Regions from separate parts of the Sus scrofa genome. Here region 2 is linked to region 1. Evidence: chromatin contacts called from public HiChIP or PLAC-seq data. All regions are on one chromosome and are shown on one strand. The core of a region is the stretch at or near the end of the contact, and the rest is flanking DNA. Distances in the headings are between cores, read along the strand shown.

Evidence for each region. HiChIP or PLAC-seq counts read pairs in DNA pulled down with a chosen protein or histone mark.
Region 2: an H3K27ac HiChIP or PLAC-seq map of alveolar macrophages shows a contact between it and region 1. The contact joins the promoter of PHOX2A here to the promoter of ANAPC15 in region 1. A contact is called at or near these places in 1 of 47 Hi-C or Micro-C datasets (epiblast stem cells) and 1 of 2 datasets of contacts at active chromatin or transcription factors (alveolar macrophages).

The regions. Positions count from the first base shown.
Region 1 is chr9:6,686,791-6,693,924 of Sscrofa11.1, reverse strand. ANAPC15 (anaphase-promoting complex subunit 15) reads left to right here and starts at 4,012. Exons shown (of 5, transcript XM_013999278.2): 1 at 4,012-4,718; 2 at 5,699-5,782; 3 at 6,975-7,034. The coding sequence starts at 4,626.
Region 2 is chr9:6,829,184-6,836,317 of Sscrofa11.1, reverse strand. PHOX2A (paired mesoderm homeobox protein 2A) reads left to right here and starts at 4,682. Exons shown (of 6, transcript XM_021062473.1): 1 at 4,682-7,134.

The DNA of each region.
Region 1 (7,134 bases), core at 2,763-5,262:
CCTATACCCCACTCACATCACTGACCTTCCCCCTGAACCAGAGCGCCTCATCAGTAAATTCCTACATACTTGCCCCCTGGCCTCAGCTAGTGATTGTTTTAATCTGTAGATCAGAATGGCTCCCCTTTGATATTCTAACAAAGGGAAGACCTCCATCCCAGGTAGGCACTTAGCCTAAGGGGCTAGGAGGGCTGTGCCCTTAGTTGGTAGTCAGTGAGCTGTCCTGATATAATCCCCCCTATAATTGGCAATCTCCCCTTCCCCCAGGAGTGAAGACTGCTGCTGTGTCCTGCCCACTGTCTGTCCACCTGCCATTCTTGGTTTGATGTAGCTCCAGGACACTTTTTGATCCAGATGTGTAATATCTCTCATCTTACATTGGTGTCTCTGTGGCGGATTCCAGGTTCTTCCTGTGGTCTTGAGGCTGGGCAAGTCCAGGGCTTGCAGGCCTCCAGGGCGCAGCCTGAAGAGGCCAAACAAGACTGAAACGTTGGAGTTTAGAGCAAAGTTTGATTGCTGGACCCTGCTAGGGGACAGGTGGCTTATGCCCCAAGGCTTTCAGCAAAGCCCTTTTTTTTTTTTTTGTCTTTTGTCTTTTGTTGTTGTTGTTGTTGCTATTTCTTGGGCCGCTTCCACGGCATATGGAGATTCCCAGGCTAGGGGTTGAATCGGAGCTGTAGCCACCGGCCTACGCCAGAGCCACAGCAACGCGAGATCCGAGCCGCGTCTGCAACCTACCCCACAGCTCACGGCAACGCCGGACCCTTAACCCACTGAGCAAGGGCAGGGACCGAACCCGCAACCTCATGGTTCCTAGTCGGATTCGTTAACCACTGCGCCACGACGGGAACTCCAGCAAAGCCCTTAAAGGCAGGATGAGGGAGGGGTGTGGTTAGTGTTGCAAATATCTTAGGATCCAATCCTTTGTTCTTGTGTAGCTCTCTGCACAGACAAGGCACCAGTTTCTGTAAACATCCAGCAAAACAAATGTTATTCTCTGTTCAGCAACTTTTATCTAAAAAAGTAATACTCTTAAAGGTCATAGCCTAGGAATATGCATATTTCAGGCTGTAGGCAGCATTCCTTTGCACAAGGTGTCGAACCGGGGTGATTAAGCACAAGTGACAGAGGACCCAAGGCTAAAGTTAGGTTAGGATAAAAGGAATAGATCTCACATGAATCAGACTGGTTCTTCCCTGTGACAGTCCCCCCCTTTCTTTCTTTTTGGGCTGCGCCGGTGGCCTAGGGAGGTTCCTGGGCCAAGGACCAAACGGCAACAGCAGTGACCCGAGCCGCCGCATGAACAATGCCAGATCCTTAACCCCTGCCCCACGAGAGAACTCCCCATTCCGCTTCCACACTTGGCTTCCAGGACACAACTCAGCTGACCTGGGTTCATGCTCATCTTTTTGGTCCTCCTTCCCAGTCTAGTTTGCCCCTCTCCCTAGTTTCCTCTGATTTTTGGGGGGTTGTTTTTGGTTTTTGTCTTTGGAGGGCCACACCCATGGCGTATGGAAGGTCCCAGGCTAGGAGGTGAATCAGAGCGGGAGCTGCCGGCCTACACCACAGCCACAGCAATGCCAGATCCTTAACCCACCGAGCGAGGCCAGGGATCGAACCCATGTCCTCATGGATGCTCGTCGAGTTTGTTTTTGGTGAGCCATGATGGGAGCTCCAAATTCTGATTGTTGAAGGAAATGGCTTTCCTTCGATGCTCACTCCTCTGGTGTCTCATCCAGTCTCATGGCTTTAAACACTGTATGCTGACTCCCGCATCAGCATTTCCAGGCTTGATCTCTCCCTTGACCTTCAGACCTATATGCCTTTCTGTTCCCAACATCCTTACTCTCACGGAATTCGCAAACTCACCCACCCACTGAACCAGCACCTCCTCTGTCTTTCCAACTGATCTCCCTGCTCCCACCGCTGTCCCCGCTCAAGTTTTCTTCATAAAACTGCCAGAGTAACTCTGCTAAAATGTAAATCAGATTGTGTGGCTCCTCTGCTCAGAACCCTTCACAGGGCGTTCCCACTGTGGCTCAGCAGGTTAAGAACCCAGCTAGGGAGTTCCCGTCGTGGTGGCAGAGTGGAAACGAATCTGACTGGGAACCATGAGGTTGCAGGTTCGATCCCTGGCCTCGCTCAGTGGGTTAAGGATCTGGCGTTGCTGTGAGCTGTGGTGTAGGTCACAGATTCGGCTTGGATCTGGCATGGCTGTGGCTGTGGCACAGGCCGGCAGCTGTAGCTCTGATCTGACCCCTAGCCTGGAGACCTCCATATGCCACAGGTATGGCCCTTAAAAAAAAAAAAAAAAAAAAAAAGAAAGAAAGAAAGAACCTGATGAGTCGACTAGCATCCATGAGGACAAAGGGTTTGATCCCTGGCCTCGCACAGCGGGTTAAGGATCCGGCATTGCTGCAAGCTGCAGTGTAGGATCTGATGTGGCTGTGGCTGTGGTGTAGGCCAGCAGCCACAGCTCTGATTCAACCTGTACCCTGGGAACCTCCATATGCCTCAGGTGTGGCTCTAAAAAACAAACAAACAAACACCACCACCCTTCACAAGATCCTCGACATCGGGTAAAGGCCAAGGTCCTTATTTTGATCTGCAAACCTGTCTGGCTCCTGTCTCTGCCCCCTTCTTTTCCCACTCTCCCCGTAGAACGCTATGGTCTAGCCATTCTAGGCCTTTTGCACTTGCTGTTTTCTGAGGCTCTTCCCAGAGTATCAGAACAGTGCCCCTCTTTTTTTCTTCCAATCTTTTACTCAAAGTCACCTTCCCAGTAAGGTCTTCCTTGGCCCCCCCCAAAATAAAATAAAACATCTTTCCTGCCAATATTTTATTCCCACTTCCCTGATTCTTTTCCTCCTTAGTATTTACTGCCGTCTTAAAACTATATATTTTAATTTCCTGTCTTCTCTCTCTCTCATTGAAATGGAAGTACTGTGAGGAGTTTTTTGGTTTGTTTTGTTCACTATTGTGTACACTTTATTAGAGTAGCGGCAGGCATACAGTAAGGTATTCAGCAGGTATGGGTTGAATGAATGAAATGAATGAATGAAATTGTGGACACTTGCAACAGGCAAGTTTTACTCTTAATGAAAAAGCTGTAACAACCAGAGCTGCTCAGCAACAGTGACAGCTGACATGCACAGTACACTACCTCTTAACACGTGTTATCTCAAATCTTCACATTAGTCTGAAGGCTGGGCAGAGATGATGACGCTGGTTGAAGAGGAAACTGAGTCCTGATAAGGCGACAGAGCTTATGAAGGGTCACCCAGCAGGTTGGGGGAAGAGTGGAACTGTGGAACTGGAAAGACTCTGGGAGTTCCCGTCGTGGCGCAGCGGAAACGAATCCGACTAGGAACCATAAGGTTGCGGGTTTGATCCCTGACCTCGCTCAGTGGGTTAAGGATCTGGCGTTGCCATGAACTGTAGTGTAGGTCGCAGAAGCGGCTTGGATCTGGCGTTACTGTGGCTCTGGCGTAGGCCGGTGGCTACAGCTCCGATTAGACCCCTAGCCTGGGAAGCTCCATATGCCGTGGGTGTGGCCCTAAAAAGACAAAAGGCAAAAAAAAAAAAGAGACAGAGTCTTGGGGGTGATGGAATTTAACAAGGGTTAGATTTGAAGGACTTTGCTGCTTGAAGGCATCAGCAGGTCTGAAGGGCATGCTCACTGGGAAGCTGAGTCAGAAGTCTCTACAGAACAGAAGGTGGGAGTGATGTGCCAGGGCTGACCACTAAACATATTTGGCCCAGGCCTGGAGAGGGCAGCTGAATGTCTCAGTAGCAGAATGCTGACCCTAAGATTGAGTAATCACTCAGTCCCTTACAAAATCTCCAATGCAGAACTGGACAGGCAATCTTTTGTTTTTGCTTTTTAGGGCCACTGATGCAGAGCAAAGTTCCCAGGCTAGGGGTAAGATGGGAGCTACCAATGCCAGCCTACAGCACAGCCACAGCAATGCAGGATCCCAGCTCACCACAGCTCACAGTAACACCAGATCCTTCACCCACTGAGCGAGGGCAGGGATCCAACGCGAATCCTCATGGATACTAGCTGGGTTCACTTCCACTGAGCCATAATGGGAACTCCTTGGACAGGCAATCTTAAGGGAATGGTGAGTCCACTACAGGGCTGCAGACTACAGACTAACTGCAGAGGTCTTTGAGGGAAGAGACCATGTTCCTAGATTTATCTCCAGCTTCCAGGAGGGCCTGGAATATTGAATATAATAGGGACTCAAGTATTTCTGGTGAAGGCATACGTGTATGAATGTATGCGCCCAACAGGAAACTGAGGGCGAGAGCAGCTAGACAGGTGGGGGATAAAACCACTTAGCGACTCCGGGGTAGAAGCGGACTAAATTTCTTGGGACGCAGCCGGAAAATGTGCCATTCCTAACGCTGGAGGCCGCCAGCTGTTTTTCATGAAGTTTTGCATTGCAAATACCGCCTGAAGCCAGACGGGGCGGGGCCGAGACGAAGAAGCCGATTGGCTGAGGCTGAAGGCGGGGCCATGCAGCGGCTCGCCAAAGGTCGGCCCAACACGTGACTAACGTGTGAGCGTCACTTCCCGTCTGGTGGGCGGGAGAGAGAAAACAAAAGAAGACCAAAGACGCATGCGTGCGGTGTGTCCCGAGTTCTGGCGGGTTCTTCCGCTCTGGCAAAGAGAAGTGCTTCCGGGTTGCCGCCGGCTGCCGCCTCCCGGCGCGGTAAGTACAGAAGGAAGGCTGCGGCTGCTGTCTCCTTACCCCTTCTTTCCTCCCTCCTCCAGAGAAACTCTGTTCACCGCACCCACCTCCTCAGGAGCTCGCTGTTCACACTCCCGTTAACATTAAAGAGCTCCAGCTCATTGGCCGCTTTCTCGCGGTTAAGCCCCACCCCGTCACACCGATCCGCCACTCATTGGTGTCACTTCCTGTCACTCAACAGTTCTTCCAGGTCACGGGGTTTCTTCAATTTAGTGATTAACCCTATAGGTGCAAATACCTGGTCGAATCCCGCCCCTGTCTTCTCCCTGTTGGTCAACTCCGCGGTTATTATCATAACAAACAAAGAATGGCTGGTAGTTTGGCGGCGAGGGTTTGGGTTTAAGGAGCCGAGCTCTCTGGCCCTTTGGTACCTGAGGAACGGGAGCGTGGGTTCCGTGGGCCGTGTTAAAGGGGCCGGGCAGCCGAGGTCCACGGAGGGGCAGCGGCTGGCCCCGGATCAGTCAAATAACTTAGGGCAAAAGCAGAATTAGACGTAGGTCCTTTTCTCCTGGTCATGTCTAGTGTCCGGCCTGGATCTCCCCAAAAAGTTCTATGCCCCAAATCACTGGGACCTAAAGCTGGTTGTTGGCCTGTCACTGGGCCTAAGTTTTCCTGTGAGCTGAAAGGTTCTAATTCAGATTCTCTGGGACCTTCCTGGTCAGCCCTCCCAGCTGCTTAATCTGAGCTGAATTTACTTGTTCTCTCGCTCAGATGCTAGTTTATCCGTTTGATCTTCCACCTACTTATTTATCCATTACTCAGGCATTTAGAATGTCTTGCTGAGCTATACCACCATTCGGCTGTGGTTTAGGAGGTGGTTAGTGTCCTACATTTCTGACACTGGATGGGTATGGCGTGGAACATCAGAGAGGAGCAGAAAGTAGGTCTCTGTCTGGAGGAGGTAAAGATCAAGCAGAGCTCTGCCATCTTCGATTCTGTAGAATTTTGTGATGCCAGTCTGCATTCTGGATTCCTCCACATGTGGCTTCCATTCTCCTCCCTCCTTTGAACAGCCTATAAATACTGTAAGTACTTTCTAGTAAAGACTTAGTTATCAGAATAACTGTGAAGGTGGTATGATCATTATCGTCCCTGTCTTACAGAGGATGGTGTCTGAGGCTCAGAGAGGTTAAGTGACGTAGCCAAGGTCAAACAGCTAGTAGTGGAGCCAGCATTCAAACCGAGGTCTGTCTGATTCCCTCAAGGAGAGGCTTTTTTCTTGCTACCTTCCCAAAGGCACCCCATCCCCAAATCAAACTAACCAAATGACGGTCAAAAACCAAACACATCCGAGAGCTCAATTCACCTGACCCTGTCCCTCAGTCTAGGAGCCATGTCCACCTTGTTCCCCTCACTCTTCCCCCGTGTGACTGAGACACTCTGGTTTAATCTGGATCGACCCTGTGTGGAGGAGACGGAGCTGCAGCAACAAGAACAGCAGCATCAGGCCTGGGTGAGTGAGGATCTAGCCCAGCAGGGGAGCTTCACTGGCCATGACCCAGCCTTACTTTGGAGACCTGCCCTGTGCAGACTTTTTGCCCTGAGCTGGGAAGAATCCGGCTGAGAGCTGAGGGCCTAGGTTGTCCTCCTTGTGACACCCTAATTTGCCGGGGACCATGGGACCTCTAGGCCAGACGAGCCCAGGCTCTTTCCCCTATAGCATAGGCTATCATCTCTTTTTTTGTCTTTTTAGGGCGGCACCTGCGGCCTGTGGAGGTTCCCAGGCTAGAGGTCTAATTGCAGCTTTAGCCACCAGCCTATGCCACAGCCACACCAGATCCGAGCCTTGTCTGCAACCTATACCACAGCTTATGGCAACACTGGATCCTTTACCCACTGAGCAGGGCCAGGGATCAAACCCACGTCCTCATGGCTACTAGTCAGGTTTGTTTCCATTGAGCTATGATGGGAACTCCGGAAATAATCATTCTGACTGTTTATTGAGGATCTAGGCAATGATACGTTCTAGGCTGATAGTCTCACTTCATCCTCACAATCATCTTATCAGGAAACCAAGGCCCAAAGAGGTTATGTAGTTGGATCAAGTTCTTAAGTAAGTGGCAGATGTCAGGCGAGAAACGGATTGAATCTTCCTGAAAATTGGAAGGAAGCTTCTCCTCTACCCTTAGGGGTCTTGGGAGCAGGGAGGGACCGTCCCATGCCCCTGACCTGCCCTGCTTGGGCCCTGGCCTTGCTCTCCTCCCTCTTCGGCCACAGCTCCAGAGCATCGCAGAGAAAGACAACAACCTGGTACCTATCGGCAAGCCGGCCTCAGAGGTGAGTGGCTCCAGCAGGTGGGGCCTCTGTGGGGCCCAGAGGAATGAAGGATCTGCTCTAAGTCTGAAGGTCCGGCCTCTGACTCCAGAGCAGTCGTGGT
Region 2 (7,134 bases), core at 3,433-5,932, 140 kb before region 1:
CTGAAGTTAAATAGGAATATTAAAAAAAGGAGAAAGGATAAATAGAAAATGGTTCTTTTTGAAACACCAGTAAAAAAGAAAATATTTGGAGTTCCCGTCTTGGATCAGTGGTAACAAACCCAGCTAGTACCCATGGGGCCGTGAGTTCGATCCCTGCCCTCACTCAGTGGGTTAAGGATCCCAAGTTGCTGCAGGCTGCTGCAGAGTTGCTGTGGCTGTGACATGGGGTGCAGGCCAGGAGCTGCAGCTCCAATTCAGTCCCTAGCCAGGGAACTTTCATTTGCCATGTGCCTTGGGTGAGGCCCCAAAAAAATAAAAATAAAAAAAGATAATATCTCTTAAGCCTGATAAAGGTGAAAAATAAAAAAAAAGATTAGGAGTGAGAGATCAGACATAACCACGCATATGGAAGAATTTTAAATATTAGAATTCTATAGCCACAATTTTTTGTGTGTGTGTCTTTTTTTTTTTTTAGGGCCACACCCGCAGCATATGGAGGCTCCCAGGTTAGGGGTCGAATCTGAGCTACAGCTGCCAGCCTACACCACAGCCACAGCAACGCCAGATCCTTAACCCACTGAGCGAGGCCAGGGCTCGAACTCACAACCTCATGGTTCCTAGTCGGATTCGTTTCCACTGCACCACGACGGGAACTCCTGTATAAGTTTTATTTCAGCAATGTAAGCCTCAGTATCAGGAAATTTATTAATGTAATACACTGCACCAAGAGCGTGAAGATTATTTAAATGTCTGTAGATCAGTTAATTTTCTTATTTTGATAATATTTCTTATGTGATTGTGTATCCTTGTTGTTAGAAAATGTACGTTGAAATATTTAAAGACAATTGACAAATGTTTCAGGAAAGTCTAAATTACACGTGTACATCCACACATACCAAACTACACACAATGATAAAACGGAAGTATTCACATCGGGGAAATCTGAGTGAAGGGTATCCAGGAGTTCTTTGTATTGTTTTTGCAACTTTTCTATAAGTCTAAAATTATTTCAGAGTAATAATTTGAAAGGAGAGAAAACATTTTATCAGTATATGCTAAAAAAATTGGATAAAATTTTACAGCTTTAAGTTACAATTTTGGATAAAATTAAAGCTCCAAGTAAAAGAAACTCTTCGCCAAAAATCAATAGTAAACATCTTTAAATGTAAAAACTAAAGCTACTTCTGTTAACGTCTGAAATAAGACAAGTTTCAACAGTACTTTGAAAATTCAGGTGAAAGTAATTAGGCAGGAAAACTAAGTAGTTGGTACAAATGTTGGAGAATAATTATTTTGCTGACATGTGACTGTTGAGGAACTCTACAAGGCCGTATAGTGAAAATCACCAGCGTTAATAAGGAAATTTGGTGAGTGTCTGAATAAAAGATAAATGTACAAAAATGAAGGTTTTTTTCCTAAACTAGAAACGGTAAGCAGTGTACTCCGTTCACAGCGCCGTGGCGGGTGCGTGTATTTGACGTGCACGTAGACTGTCTGGAGGAGAGAGGGATTGAACAGAGAGGAGGAGGCCTGGAAGGGCAGATTCACTGTATTCATTTTTATAATTTTAAATTTTGAACCGTATTAATGTGTTACCTGTTCACAGTTAATGAAATGCTAAGTTTAGTTTAACAAGATAAAATCACACTGAGAGCATAAAGGTCTCACATGCAAAGACACACCAGGTTCTTGGAAGGGAAGACGTAAAATCACTTGAGTGTCGACTCTTTAATTAACGCCCAATTCCATGCAGTGTCCTTAGGCTCAGCAGCATTGTCAGCTGAATAAATTGGAGGCGCGTTGCGCTGCAGCGTGCAGCGCATCCTCCTGCGGAGCTGCTGTTTCCGCATCGCGACGTCAAGCCGTGCTGTCTTGAGGGTGTGCGGCCTAGAGTGTAAGTACCTGTAACTGCTGTCCACACACCCCCCGAACGCCGTGACGGGAGAGCGGAGGAGAAGCGGCAGTGCCTGTGACTGGACCTGAGAGACGGTGGGTGTGGGGAAGCGGACAGAGGGGTGGGAAGTGCAGCTGGAGGGCAAGGATCCTGATTTCACAGGGCCTCGCATGTCGTGTTCAGGGAATGAAATGGCTGTGTTTGTGTTTTCCAAAGACCCCTTTGGAGTTCCCTGGTGGCACAGTGGGTTAAGGACCTGGTGTTGTCACTGCTGGGGCACAGGTTTGAACCCTGGCCCCAGATCTTCCACGTGCTGCGGAATACATAAACAAACACCCTCTGATTGCAGCAGAACGGTTTGCTGTGACGTCTGACCCATACACAACAGGCAGATTAGTTCCAGGCAGACTTCCTTCTCACCTCAAATATAGAAAGATTGAATGGTATTTTTTTTTAATTTATTTATTTGTCTTTTTGCTATTTCTTTGGGCCGCTCCCGCGGCATATGGAGGTTCCCAGGCTAGGGGTTGAATCGGAGCTGTAGCCACCAGCCTACGCCAGAGCCACAGCAACGCGGGTCCGAGCCGCGTCTGTAACCTACACCACAGCTCACGGCAACGCCGGATCGCTAACCCACTGAGCAAGGGCAGGGACCGAACCCGCAACCTCATGGTTCCTAGTCGGATTCGTTAACCACTGTACCACAACGGGAACCCCAAATGGTATTTTTTTTTAAAAAGGTTTGACACTCAACTGAGCTTGAAACTAAAAATCGGAAATCCCGCGGTGCCAGAAGAGGAGAGGAACAGTCAGAAAGTGTGAGAGGTCCTGGCGTTCACGGAGACCTGGGGACCCAGAAGTAGGCCCGATGGCTGCACGCTGGGGCTTCAGCACTGAGACAGGAGCCGCAAAGGACCACTTCCTTGTGAAATGAACCCTAGAAAAACACTGCTCATTGACCTGGGAACCAGAAGGGAAATACACGAAAATCTAACTCCTGCAGATGCAGCTTGGGTCGGGCGTGGCTGTGGCTGTGGCATAGGCCCGCAGCTACAGCTCAGATTCCACCCCCAGCCTGGGAACTTTCATGTGCTGCGGGCGCGGCCATAAAAAAACAAAAAAAATGTTCATAGGCCTGAAGACTAGAAACCATAAGGCCACAAGGCAAGAAAGGGGACAGTATGAAAAAAGAATGGGTGGATTTGAAAAAACATTCTAGGTGGTTTTCTCAGATTTATTTCCACGGGTTTTTTGTTTGTTTGCTTTTTCAGGGCTGAACCGGCGGCATATGGAGGTTCCAGGCTAGGGGTCGAATCGGAGCTGCAGCCACCGGCCTACACCACAGCCACAGCAAGGCAGGATCCAAGCTGCGTCTGCGACCTACACCACAGCTCACGGCAACGCCAGATCCTTAACCCACTGAGCGAGGCCCGGGCTCAAACCCCAACCCCACGTTTCCTAGTCGGATTCGTTTCCGCTGCGCCACGACAAGAACTCTTCCATGGGTGTTTTTTGTTTTTTTTTTTTTAATATTTCAACGGTTTTTTAAGCTGTTGTCCTAATTGATTTGGTTATTAGAGAACAGGCCCACTGAGTTCCCAGAGTCCTAAAGAATGGTGATCTGGGTCACCCACCGGGCCGTCTCAGGAGCTGACCCGGGACGCTGAGAATGTCCCCTGGGGGTGCGCGAGGCAGGAAGTCACCAGAGTGCCACCTCCAGGGCCAACCCCAGTCGCAGAAATCAGGAACGTAGACGCCACCGAGGCCCTGCGTTCGTTGCTCACCCTCCTCCAAGAGGGGTCCCCCTCTGACCCCACTGTGCCTCGCGGGTTCGTCACAGGAACTGAACCTCAGTGGCCATCACCTCGTCACGTGGGCCCCCCCCATACTTCCTTCAATAATCAACAAGTTTTTTCTATCTAAACGTCTTGTTGGAATGTTTGCTTTATCTCTTCATCTTTTTGTTGTCTTTGAAATACAGTAGACTCAGTACTGTGTTAGGTTCAGGTATAAACCACAGTGATTCAGTTACGCCCTTTTTAAAATACTCACTCATGATTTACTGTAAGATACGAATGTCGTTCTCCGTGCCACAGTAGGTCCCTGTCTTTTACAGGTGGCAGTGTACATCTGCTAATCCCAAACTCCCAATTTATCCCTCTCCTCTTCCCCTTTAGTGACCATTAAGTTTGTTTTCTGTGTCTGTGAGTCTTTCCCTTTTTGAGATAAGTTCATTTGTACTATTTTTCAGATTCCACATATAAGCGGGATGATATTTGTCTTTCTCTGACTGACCTCGCTCAGTATGATAATCTGCCGGTCCTCCATGTTTCTGCAAATGACATTACTTCATTCTTTTTTATGGCTGCGTAGTATTCCTGTGGGGTGGTATGTGTGTGTGGGCGTCATGGCTTCCCTATCTTGGCTATGGTAAATAATGAAGCTATGAGCATTAGGGTACATGTATCTTTTCAAATTAGAGCTTTCATTTTTTTCAGCCATAGGCCCAGGAATGGGATTATTGGATCACACAGTAACTGCACTTTTACTTTTTGAAGGAACCCGCCATGCTGTTTTCCATAGTGGCTGCACCAACAACGTACCCGCTCCAGCATTTGTCATTTATAAACTGGATGATGGTCATTCTGATTGGTGTGAGGTGACACCTCTTTGTAGTTTTTTGGTTGGTTTGGTTTTGTCTTGTTTTGTCTTTTTAGGGGTGCACCCGAGGCATGTGGAAGTTCCCAGGCTAGGGGGTAGAATCAGAGCTGCAGCGGCCTATGCCACCCAGATCCGAGCCACATCCGCAACCTATACCACAGCTCACAGCAACACCGGATCCTTAACCCACTGAGAAACGCCAGGGATCGAACCACGTACTCATGGATACTAGCTGGGTTCATTGCCTCTGTGCCATTTCGGGAGCTCCCCTCGTTGCAGTTTTGATTTGCACTTCTCTAATGATCAGGAGTGTTGAGCAGCTCTTCATGTGCCTATGGGCCCTCGGTATGTCGTCTTTGGAGAAATGTCTTTTTAGGGCTTTTGCCCGTTTTTTGCTACTGAGGTGTATGAGCTATTTGTATATTTTAGAAGTTAAGTCATTGTCAGTTGAGTCATTTGCAAATATTTTCTTCCAGTCATTGGGTTGTCTTTTTGTTCTGTTGATGGTTTCCTTTGCTGTGCAAGAGCTTCTAAGTTTGATTAGGTTCCACTTGTTTATTTTTGCTTTTACTTCTGTTGCCTTGGGAGACTGACCTGAGAAGACACAGCTATAATTCATGTCAGGTGAATGTTATTCGCTTTAACTGTCCCCTAAGGACATTGTTTACTCTGGCGGCCCCTTGAGATTCTTCTTGCCCTGGAGCCCTCTTAGGCAGAAGCTGCTGTTACCGTCAGACCCAGCAGTGAGCCCCCACTGCTGCGCTGTGGTCGTGGCCCATCCTTCCACCTCGATCTTAAAATTCACTATCCAGCCCTTCTGTCCTTGCCTCTTCTACTGACCTCCCAATAACTGACCCTCCTACGAAGATCTCAGCGCTTTCTCCCTCCACCAACTCGGGAATCAAGGAGATCAGAGAGTTCCCTGGTAGTCAGGTGGTTAGAACTGGCACTTACACCACTGCGGCCCTGGTCTGGGAGCTGAGATCTCACCTCAAGCAAAAAAAAAAAAAAAAAAAAAAAAAAGTAAATAAGACTGGATTTAACGTCCATCTTCCTGTTCCTTTGTATATATGACTTCCTCAGAATTGGAATATTTACTTCGGAGTTCTCTGCACCTGCTACAAACTTCCAGTCTGATGGCTTCTGAGCCTTTGTGCCTGTGTTTTTGGTGCCTTGTTCCCAGTGTGTTTCTCTCACCTTGAGGAGGCGGCAGATGGAGTCAGAATTTGGGATGACAAGTGTTTACCGATCTGCCTACCCTTTCCCTCACCTCCCCCAGCTCCCCTGAGCCAGAGTGTGCTGTGTCACAACCACGTGCAAAGTGCCTGCTGCTTCCTGCAGTAACGGGGTGGCATCGTGTTTGTGTTCTCTCTCAGTTTCAGTCGCCTGCATAAAGTCAGGTCGTCACCAGGGGCACCCGTGGAGGGTCCCATGTTACAGAATCTGTATCCTTGAGCTCAAGTCCATTCTTCTGTTATGGTAATTGCACAGTATTCACTGGGTCATCTCTTTTTTCTTTGGCCACGTCTGTAGGGAGTGAAAGTGCCCAGGCCAGGGATCAAACCCATACCACACCAGCAACCCACCCCTGCAGCAACAACCAGATCCTTGCCCCATGGCACCGCAAGGAACTCCTCACCGCTTCATCTCTGTGTCGGAGATCTGCGTGCTTGTCACATTGGCCGATTCATGTAGAAGTGGTCACGGACTTCATTTGTCTCTTTAGAGAGAACCATTTCGTAAACCCTAACACTAGTGTAGCCGTGTAGGTGTCTTAACCTGACCGTGTAGATAACAAGAGAAAATGTATAATCCAAAAAAGGACAACACACGAATGCTTTTCAAGGTCGCTGCCATATTACACTGTGACACTGCTCTCTAGGTACATTTTATTGTCCCTATTGTGACAGCCTGGCTGACCCAAGCTGAGCCGATCAGACTCCCGTCTCCCCCAGAAACTTGCAAAGCAGAGCTGAGAAAGCGCCTCTCTTCAGGGGGCCCCACGAGGACGTGCACCTCTGGGGCAGCCTGGCCGTGTTGTCTCCTCTGCTCGGAGACTGATCTGCTGGTGGGACCAGAGGACAGAGCGCAGGAGGAGCAGAGCCGACAATCGGGCCGTTCCCATGCGCCAGCCCCGGGCCCGATGTTTCCTCCAGCGCACCTGAAACCCTGAAACCAACCTTCCTCTTTCCTTTAGCAGGAGCTTCCCTTCAGGTGGAGTTTGTTTCTTTCAACCACATTTTTCCATCATTTTGCTCCCTGCCTCGCTGAGTATTTCACTGGAAACCCCATAACTACATATAGAGTCAGCTGAACTTAGAGGTGGGGTGGCTTTAAGAAAGGGTGATGTATTAAAATACAGGTGTACAAACCTGAAAATTTAACGGATAAGTATTCATTACCTCGAAACAGTTGTTGGCTCCGCAGAGATAACTAGAGGAGGTCCTTTATATTTTGTCTAGGGCTCTAAAAATGCTGTTTGAAAACCAACATGTCCAGTTGTCTGGTGGCTCTCAGCGGGTTAAGGATCCAGCGTTGTCACTGCTGTGGCGCTGGTTACCGCTGTGGTGTGGGTTCAG